Linked DNA regions of Mus musculus: region 1 is linked to region 2. Evidence: chromatin contacts called from public ChIA-PET data. All regions are on one chromosome and are shown on one strand. The core of a region is the stretch at or near the end of the contact, and the rest is flanking DNA. Distances in the headings are between cores, read along the strand shown. Region 1 overlaps Btbd11 (BTB (POZ) domain containing 11). Region 2 has its middle 12 kb from the start of Gm34712.

Evidence for each region. ChIA-PET counts read pairs in DNA pulled down with a chosen protein or histone mark.
Region 1: a contact with region 2 is called in an RNA polymerase II ChIA-PET map of memory CD8 T cells, with 26 read pairs. The contact joins two enhancer-like sites. A contact is called at or near these places in 9 of 484 Hi-C or Micro-C datasets (CD4 T cells, CD8 T cells, embryonic stem cells and 1 more) and 10 of 115 datasets of contacts at active chromatin or transcription factors (bone marrow-derived macrophages, embryonic basal ganglia, embryonic hindbrain and 5 more).

What each region holds. Positions count from the first base shown.
Region 1 is chr10:85,623,573-85,628,470 of GRCm38.p6, forward strand. Btbd11 (BTB (POZ) domain containing 11) reads left to right here. Exons shown (of 17, transcript NM_028709.2): 5 at 1,331-1,496; 6 at 3,625-3,714. Among named protein-coding and RNA genes, the nearest start is that of Gm40731, 36 kb to the left of the region's middle. Within about 2 kb of position 1,504, at least 52 of the 459 cell types and tissues checked have an H3K27ac peak or open chromatin away from gene starts, as enhancers often do. A contact at or near this core is called in memory CD8 T cells, where this site is marked.
Region 2 is chr10:85,356,769-85,361,680 of GRCm38.p6, forward strand. No RefSeq gene overlaps it. Among named protein-coding and RNA genes, the nearest start is that of Gm34712, 12 kb to the left of the region's middle. Within about 2 kb of position 3,048, at least 15 of the 459 cell types and tissues checked have an H3K27ac peak or open chromatin away from gene starts, as enhancers often do. A contact at or near this core is called in memory CD8 T cells, where this site is marked.

The DNA.
Region 1 (4,898 bases), core at 254-2,753, 270 kb after region 2:
ATACCTACAACCACAGCTCAAGGGCCACCTTCCGAGGAAGCCTAGGCTCCCCTAGGCTGTGTGTGGTGCAAAGGGGCTTATAGTTTCATAACATTTTTTATTTAGAGAGAGAACCACCGAACCCTAAATACTTGTATGAGATACATGAGAATATGGCCTATGCTTGTCTTCTCCGGACTGTCTTCATGCTTGTCTTCTACCAGACTGTGGGCTTCCAGCGCAGGGCTGCTGACATGACCCTAACAGGCACTCAATCAACACATTGTTGCTTGATTATTGTTGAGTGATTATTGACCAGTTCATGGGGACTGGGAGAAGGTACTAACATTCTTTCAACATGAAGCCTGTATCACCCTCTCTCATTGGTTTCCTCCCTCGTTTCCTGGCCTAGCCTCTTGCTCCCTGAAGTGGCTTGCTGAAGCACCTTGCCATCTCTCATTTCATCTAGCAAGTTCTCCAGCTTGTTCTATTTTGAAAGGAGAGAGTCCATCCTGAGCTCTGTCCACTCTCCTGTCTTAATGCCCCCTGTCTCCTCTGTCACTGGAATGGACCCAGGCAAATGCCTGCTCAGAAGTCCACAGCCAAGTATGAGGGCTCAGTCAAGTGAACAGGAAAGCAGTAGGTTCTGCACTCGGGAGCTAGAGTGGCACAGAAGATCCGAAGACGGGTTCTCCACACATGCTTCTCTGGTTCAAATCCAAGCTATCACTTATAGATGGGGTAGCCTCAGAAAGATTCCTCATTCCTGTTTTTTGGACAGTCCCCCCATAGGAATTATGCCTTCTATTGTGTGGGACCCGAATGTAACAACTCAGATAAAACATTCAGCAGAGAACCTAACCTATTTTTTTAAAAAATGCCTAAATATTTGCATAATGAAATGATTCTTAGCTGAGGATTCTACTGGCACACTGAGGGACCACACCTAAGCTCAGTAAAGACAGGATTTAGAACCGCCAGAAATTGGGGGGGGGGGGGCGGGGGGGGCGGGCGCGGAGTGAGACACCAGTTGTTTGGTTGGGTTTTTTGAGACAGGGTTTCTCTATGTAGTCCTAGCTGTCCTGGAACTCACGTTATAGACCAGGCTGATCTCGAACTCAGAGACCTATCAGCCTCTGCCTCCCGAGTTCCAGGAGTAAAGAGTGCTCCACCCGTGCAGGCTGAGGCAGTTCTTTTAAATGGAAACCTAGAAAAGGCAAAAACCTAGGAAAAGCCCGCGAGGATCTCAGGTGCTCGGTGGGGGTTGCTAAGACGTTTGATCTCAGGGACCAGATCCTGGGGGGAAAAGCGGCTGCACCCACGTGACCATCTCTCCCTCCCCACCCCTCAGGGCGGACGACTGCTTTTGTGCTTCTCGGAAGCTGGACGCCGTGGCCATCGAAGCCAAGTTCAAGCAGGACTTGGGCTTCCGGATGCTGAATTGTGGACGGACCGACCTGGTGAAGCAGGCAGTGTCTTTGCTGGGGCCGGATGGAATCAACACCATGAGCGAACAGGTACCAATCTGCTTGGACCTCATCTCCTCCCGTGCTTAGCCTGGGCGCGAGCAGCTGACGGGACACAGGCTCCCTCTGCTGATCGATTAAAAAAATTAATGCCCCTCCCCTGCCTCTCTCTCTCTCTCTCTCTCTCTCTCTCTCTCTCTCTCTCTCTCTCTCTCTCTCTCTCTTAGTGTTTGGGGGTTTTTGGTTTGGTTTGGTTTTAATTTTCTAAAAATACACTTGCCCATCTTTATGGAAATCTCACATGATTGTCGCAGCTGAAATTTAAAAAGGAATGAAAACCAGACCTGTTCCAGAAAGGAGATGGAGCCCCTAGGTTGGCCATCGTTTGTATTTAGGACTCTGCAACCTTCAAGTCTCTTTACTGGCATGTTAAAGGCTTTTCTCTGCCAGTCTGCTGTTGGCTCCAGACAGATCTAGGCCATGCGCACTGTGCTCTTAGGGTGGGTGTGTTTAAAGACACCAAAGTCAGTCTGGGGACCCTAGAGCACATTCAGATAGGGCAGCACCAACCAGATTCTGAACATGGTGCCATGAGAGGCAACCACAAGTCACAGAGGGGACTTTGGGGATGTGGTGGTGTCATAGACCGTGCAAATGGACAGCCATTCTCAGTGTGAATCCTGAGTGCTGTTACAAGGGACAGATGGGGCTGTTTCTTCCACAGGCAGCTCTTGCAAAGAGCTCCCACGAAGGGAATAGAAGGGACTGTATAATGACAGCTAATCACTTTCTTGGACAACGTCAGGGATCCTCAGTACACAATCATGTGTATCTTGTATGTTTAAAACCAGGGACTTATTTATCTGTTTTATTTTTTCAGTATTTTACATTCCAGATACCTTACAATGTCAATGAATATTCTTTTTTAAGTCGCTTTTAGTGTCTCTATAAAGTGATTACTATTTGTTTATTAACCATCCTTCCCCCATCATATATTTAAAGTGTTTGTGACTAGTGCTGAGCTAAGCACACTTACACAAATCTTTGTTCCAATCTCTATTTCCTTGGGGAAATGTTTCTTTAAAACAGAAGTGTCTCAAATGTACCAGCCTTTCCTGAATTCTCAGTCTTCAGTACTGCCCCTCCCCCTAGGAGTCTGACTAGTCTTTGCACACCTCTAGTTATATATGTATTCCCTGCTAGTCCACTTTCCTTTTGCCTGCTTTTTATCAGCATTTTTTACTGTTTTCTTGTTTTCTTAGAGGAATTCTTCCTGTATCAGGGCACGAAGTCCTTTAGTGGAACCAAGGTATCTCAGTTTGTCGTTGACGTTGGAATTTTGCCCGTAAAGTTTTCAGTTCCACAGCGATGTGCAGTGCTAGAGCCCCTCTCATGTATGCTATACTTCATCCCCTTTCTGCCTAGAGACAGGGGCAGAAACCAACTTGGCATTGCTTACAATTTTAATTCTTTCTGACTATCTCTAGTAAAAAATTGTTATACTGGTGTATAGTGTGAGACAAGGCTGTAGCATGAATATCTTCCCAAATAACTGCCTTCACAGCCCTTTGGATGGAGAGCCCCACCCCTTCCTCCTGTTGGTTGTGATGCTCGGTTTGTGATGAGCAGGAGTCGGAGAAGGGGAAGTTTTCCTGAAGGCCATCCTGCCTCAGTGCCTTGACTTGTATAGAGTGATATCAGAGCAGATGTCAGTGAAAGCAACCACAGGGATATCCAGTGACCATTGACTCTGTCTGACCCAAGGCTCATACAGAGCAGCAAGGACGCCTTGTCATGCTTCGAAGAGACAAATGTCAAAGACACTGTAGTCATCATAATTAAATACTTTAGGGGTTGATGTTACAGAATCCAGAAAATTCCTGTGAGACCCACCCCCACCACATCCCAATCAGCCACTGGTTGTAAAGACACACATAGGTTTGTTGTACTGTGAAAACCCTCCAACTTAAGCCACAATCACAAAAGGTGATGTTCACCTCCCCTCACTCCTCCCCTGTAGTTTCCAGAATGTGGAAGGTTGTGACCCTGTGTGTGACAGGGCTCCACACTGACTCTTTTGTCCTGCCAGAGTCTGAGTCCAATAAGATGCTCCATGTGTTTGTCAACTGACCACGGCCACCTTGTAAACGTCTCCGTCTCTGGTTTTTAACCACCGCAGGGTATGACCCCCTTGATGTACGCCTGCGTCCGTGGGGACGAGGCAATGGTGCAGATGCTGCTGGATGCCGGAGCTGACCTGAATGTGGAGGTGAGGGTGCGGAGGGCTGCAGGCCCTGCCAGCCCATACTTTCCCTTCCCAGTCACCTTCACATCTCATCCTTCCAGTGGCCGAAGCCCTGACGAAACCACCTGGCAGATGGTGACCTTTCTGAGGCCCCAGCCAAAGTCCCAAGTAGCTACACAAAGTCCCTGTGTGTGCTTCCTTTAAAGAAATTGCTGTAGCTCTGGGGACCTCTGGCTTGTGTTGACCCAGCAGCTCCTAGCTCCTGACTCATCCTTTCTAGGATGGAACAGAAAACGCCCACATCCCAGCCCTTTCCTGATGCCCAACACATGCTGGGCCGATCACCCTTTCCCCTCCACCCCACGCCAGACTGAGGTTTCCTCTCCTCACATCTCCTGTCCTCACCTGCAGACCCACAGTGTCACTTTGTTGACAGAGCTATCTCAAGGCTGCCTGCCTGGATGTAGTGCACTAGGCTGGGAATCGAAGCGCCCCTCCCTGCACACTTTAGAACCAAGACGGGCTTAGGTTCAAGTTCTGAAACTACCACCCGCTTTGGGGTCTGAGAAGGGGGGTGACTCATGAGATGGAAGAGAATCCCCGATGATGCACACATGATTGGGAGGACTCAATACCGAGCAGAGGCATCGCGCCAAGGTCAGGGGCGCCATTCGCAGTAGTTGCTCCAGACCCCTCCAAGGCACAAACTAAGTAGAATCTCACTTTTTTCTTCTTTGCTGCCTGAAGGCCTGCTCAGGCAGCGCTTGGTAGTTGCAGATGCCAAGGAGACTGGCATGCCGCAGCCACCAATCAACTGCCTGGAAACCTTTTAGCTTCAAATTTAGATGCCCTGGCAGTGTTACCCTGTGCTTTTTTTTTTTTTTTTAATTGTTGGTGAGTTTTACATTCATCTGAGGAACACAGACAGGAAACGCAGCCCTAAAGCCAAACCCATTTTGGACCAGTTCTGAGTTATAGCAGGACTCTCTACCCCATTACGGGTCACTATGCCTCACAGACCCCTTCAAGATCCTCAGACATGGTCTTTGATCCTCCTCTCCAGTCCCTCCCAGGTGTTTTACTCAGTGCCTTTGTGTGCTGTAAGGACACTCTGGCCAAGGTTTCATGCCCCAGAAAACACCACGTGCTGGTGCTAATATCACAAGTCCCCAGTTTTCAGCTCCCCTATTACACCCCAGCCTGGTATA
Region 2 (4,912 bases), core at 1,798-4,297:
GACTAGCAGACATTTAGTATATATTAATTACATGACCATAAGAATGAGTGTCTAAAATTGTCCTTTGTTATTCTAGAATCTGATGTCATATATATATATCAACATATACAGACACACACACGCATATACATATATACATATATGTATAAATAGATGGATGGAAGGACAGATGAACAGATGGACAGACAGACAGACAGATCTGGACCTTGATTTGGTAAATCTATGTTGATCAGAAACTTTCCCTTGTGAAAAACAGAAACTCAACTCAGCTTCTTCATTTTCTTTCACCACAGAGACATGCACACCAGTTAGTGTATCCATGTGCAGATGGAGGCCAGAAGGTGACACAGATGTCATTGCTTAGGATTCATCCTTCTTCCTTTTTGTGCTAGTCTCTCATTTGCCTAAAACTTACCCAGTAGACAGTTTACCCAGTAGACAAAGTTGATTGGCCTGTAAGCCCCTGTCTCCACCTTCCAGTGTTGGGATCACCACATGCCACCACACACAGTCCAGGTGTTGCAGGTTTGGGTGTTGAAGTCATATCCGTGTGCTTTTGAAGCAAACACTACCAACTGGGCCATCTCCCGAGCCCTTGACCTCTTTTACAAACTTATAAACCAAACAGCCTGAGGTGAAAAGAAACATGGAAATTTTGGCCAAACATAAGATCAGAAGGTAGGTCTTTAGACCTCTGTCAGAAGAGGTGTCCAATGTGGCCAGAAAGAAAATAAATCTTATCTGAGATCACATGATCCTTACTGACCCAATTATCATGACCAGGAGAAACTGGCCTGCCTACTAGTACCTTTTGTGTGGCCGTGGTGAGCCCCGAGGCTGGCTTAGGGAGCATTTTCTAGTAGCTTCCGTTAAAGGAGTTGCTTCTCGGATGAAAGAGCAGTTATTGTTGGTGGAGGAAACTACAATGACCCCAAAATCCTCATTTGACACCTCCCACAGGAATCAGAATCCTATGTCCAAGTGTCTTCACTCTCAGGCTTCCAGTTCTGACAGCTCATTCCTACAAGGTGAAGACACTTGGTTAACCCTTCACTGGATCAAAGCTTAACAGGATGTCCATTAAGTCAGACTTAAGAACATAGCCCAGGCCTCATCCAAAGAGTTAAACGATGAGTGGAGAAGGCAGTAGCTGGGTTGGCTTTGGCAAAATACATTGCTCCTCCACTCCAAAGAAAAGATCACACAGGAAGGAGGTGAGCTGGTTAGGGAGAAGGTGGGAAGACACCGGACTGTGATCTTGCTTTTATTCTTATAACTCACCAGGTCGGAGTCTACAGTCAGCCGATGATGGGCAGAGGAAGGAGGGAGAAAGGGAGGGAGAGGAGGAGGGAGAGATGGAGGGAGGGGAGGTGGCTGCTGCATTTGTATCTGTGTGAATCTGCCATGTTCACCGGTCTCATTGCAGCCACCATCTTCCTTCCCTCTGTGACGTCACCACACATTCAAGCAAAGCTCAGTCCCATCCTAAAGAAGTTCAGGGATTTTTGAAGATTTGGTCCAAAGTATGTGCTTTTTATATGATATGTTTTGTCTTTAAGCAATTAAGATATTTTAAGCTAAATCCCTAATTTTGCCCCCAGAAAACATTTGGCAATGTTTAGGAAAGTTCTGATTGTCATAGTGGAAGGAAATGATGCTGTTTTTACATGGGGGCCAAAAATGGCTGCTAAATGTTCTACAGGACACAAGAGACAACGTTCAAAACATCGTTTCAAGGGACGATCTTGGTGGCAGTACCTCCCACCCCAGAGACCCTACATACAATGATGGTTCTCTGTGGAGAAACAGAGTTCTTGCTATCTTAACCTATCCTGCAACAGCTTCTGAAGGGCTTTTCTGAGCCCAGAACTCCGCTTAGGGCCAGCTGTTGTTGAGTCGCTCAGTCTACGCCTAGGTCATTCCTTACCCTTCCCTCACACATAAGCTGGTCCCTCCTTAACGAGCACTCTTGTTTGTAAAACTCCATCTCTCTATTGTCCCCTGAGAAGCCCACTTCTGCATCCCTTCTACAAAGCTAAGGTTCAACATCTGCCTCTCCCCAGCATTCAATCTCACGATCCCTCCCTCAGAGTCCACTTCAACCACACCAGCCTTTCTTTGATGCCTCCGGATCTCCTCACACGCTGCTTCCTTTGTCTTTGAAGCCTTTTCCTCCTCTCCTTTTGGGTCAGGTAAAAGTGGCATGAATTTAAAGATGTTCTCCATCCCTCACCAAGTCAAAATAAGTTCCCTTTGGCATGCTTCCTCCCAGCATCCTTTGCTTCTCCTTTCTGATGCTTAAACTGGTGAGGATGTTTTGATCACAGTCAACAGCACGCCTGGCAAAAGGTAGCTTTACTCATAGGGGTCTCTGTGTCGAGTTTTGAAGGCAGTCCTGAGGTTGAGAACATGTATGGCGTGTAGCTCAGTCATGCAGCGGCTGATGAGAGGGTGTGTCCGTGTTCCTTCTTGATGCTTCTTTCCATGTGCAAGATGCTCAGCCGCCATGAATTGTGGGCAGTTCGTCTCTTTGCTCAGTTCATCCTGAGGAGGACAGCGTATCTGTTTGGGAAGTTTGTGAGACTCCTCTGGAGACAGAGCATCACGTGTTCACTTAGTTATCTAAGATGCAGTCTATTACTAGTGCTGAAGTTGCCTAAAGTGAAGCTTGGGTCCAGCCCTGAGACTATAGGCTCACAGTGAGCATTCAGTCATGACAACAGTTTGCTGGTCTGTCACCTGTCTTTATTATCTGTCTTCTCAGCTGTTTAAGGCACAGAGGAAGCTGAGCAGAGTGACACACACCTTTAATCTCAGCACTCAGTAGGTGGGCAGAACTCTTTGAGTTTGAGGCCAGTCTAGTATACATAATCCCCGAACATTCAGAGCTACAGAGCGAGACCTTGTCTTGAAACAAACAAACCAAAACCAAACCAAAGCAAAGCAAACCAAACCACAGAGGAAACTAAGGGAGTTACTCTTCTTAAGATTCTAACAGACAGCAGCTCAGATACATACAGCTCAACACCAATGTGTCAACAATGTGTTCCCTTAGTGTCACAGATGGCTGTTATAACAGCTGCTATCATATTGTCACGTGACCACATCCAAGCACTTAGTACAGAGCAACTGGACTTCTTCCTTCAAAGTAGCTTTCTATTTTAACAGGGAGGAAAATAATTCCCAGAAGCCCACTGGCAGACCCTTGTAGCCAGACCTATTGGCCAGACTGGGTCACATGACCAAACCTCTGCTTGATAAGAAGGAAACAGAAGGGTCAAAGCAGTTCATTGGACTCAAGTATTTTATGGAAATCACTAGGAAGTGGGGCTCTGGCCTCCGAGTTACACCAGGATTCTGATAGAGAGTAAAGAGGGAGGGGAGAGTAATCAGCTATTGTGCTTTCCCCACGAGTGCTTGTGTACTGACGGGATTGATGCTTCATTAATGATCTGATTGTCTTTCCCCCTGTCAGTCCCAAGAGACAGGATGCCTTTCAGTGCTACGGCCTTGTGCCTTCTTCATAGGAGGGGTTCAATAATTATTCATGAGAATACAGGAGTAATTACATGCACAGAATTGCTGGGCACCTTAGTAAATGCCAAAAGAAATGTCAGGCTCTTCCTGTTTCCAATGAGTTTATGGTGCCGACGAGGCAACACTAATGCATTTAAATCATTGTCTGTCGATACACATCAAAGCATTTCTTCCTTTCTCCAAATGTCTATCTGGTGTTTGCAACGTCTGGATAGGATGAGAGATACTGAGGGTGCATCAGTGGACAGCAAACAAGACCTGGCTCCTGTCTGTCATGGTGTAAGGCTTTTGAAGAGTGGCAAGTTGATGAAGCAACATGATAAAAATAGCCAGAGGAACCAAAGGAACCCAGAAGGGAAGGTTTTGTGTCTCTACAAGACCTTCCAAATCACAGAGTGCAGCCCAAGGATTGACACCTCCTAAGCACCCATAAAAATGGTGCCTCAGTGGGAGAGGATGCGTCTAGTCCTGCTGTGACTTGATGTACCAGGGCGGGTTGATACCCAGGGGTGCGTCCCCCTTCTTAGAGAAAAGGGGGAGGAGGTTTCGAAAGGGGAGGTGCTGTGGGAGGGACTGGGAGAAGAGGAAGGGGGCTTGGGTCAGGATGTAAAATGAATAATTAAGGAAGAAAGTGATGGCTGACAATAAGCAACTCTGAGTACTCACCTGTTGATGGGCTGTCTAAATTACTACTCCATCCCACCCTTCTCAAGGATTAGGGGATACAATGGAACAGGGGATGGAAAGACTTCTAAGAGCCTGAAGGTGGGAAGACTACTATCTTTGAATGTGTTATGGCTGTCACATACATGAATTCACAGTACCTGTGGCTACCCACACAAAACTTCCTTGAGATCAAGAGAACGAAAAATTTCAGCACAGTGCAGGGGAGGGACTCCCAGTGGCCCATCCCTAGCTGAGGAGATAATGGCAGCTGATGGCTGCTGATGGAGGAAGAGGCATTCTTTTTTGGAGAGGAGAAATTTGCAATCGATCGGTTGGTTGCTCAGGTCCCAGTGGAAGACCCTATACACATGCACATATAGGTAGCACTAATTAGTCTTAATGGACTATTTTTTTTTAAAAAAAGAAAGTTGGGAGGGAGGTGGGAGGATCTGAGGGGAGGAAGATGGGGATAAATCTAACCAAGATACATTGTATACATTTATGAAAATTCAATATAAACATTGGCTATTGTTTTGGAGAAAATATGAGAAAGCTTAACATCCACACAGTCACTCTTGGCTCTTCTTTGTAATTCAGGAAACCAAGTCTTTGGAGAAGCAAAAAGACCTCCCACAGGCAAAGAGAGACAGAACCTGGCAGCTCATCTCTGAGGATGGCTCAGTTCTAGCTGCTCCTCCTCACTGCCTTT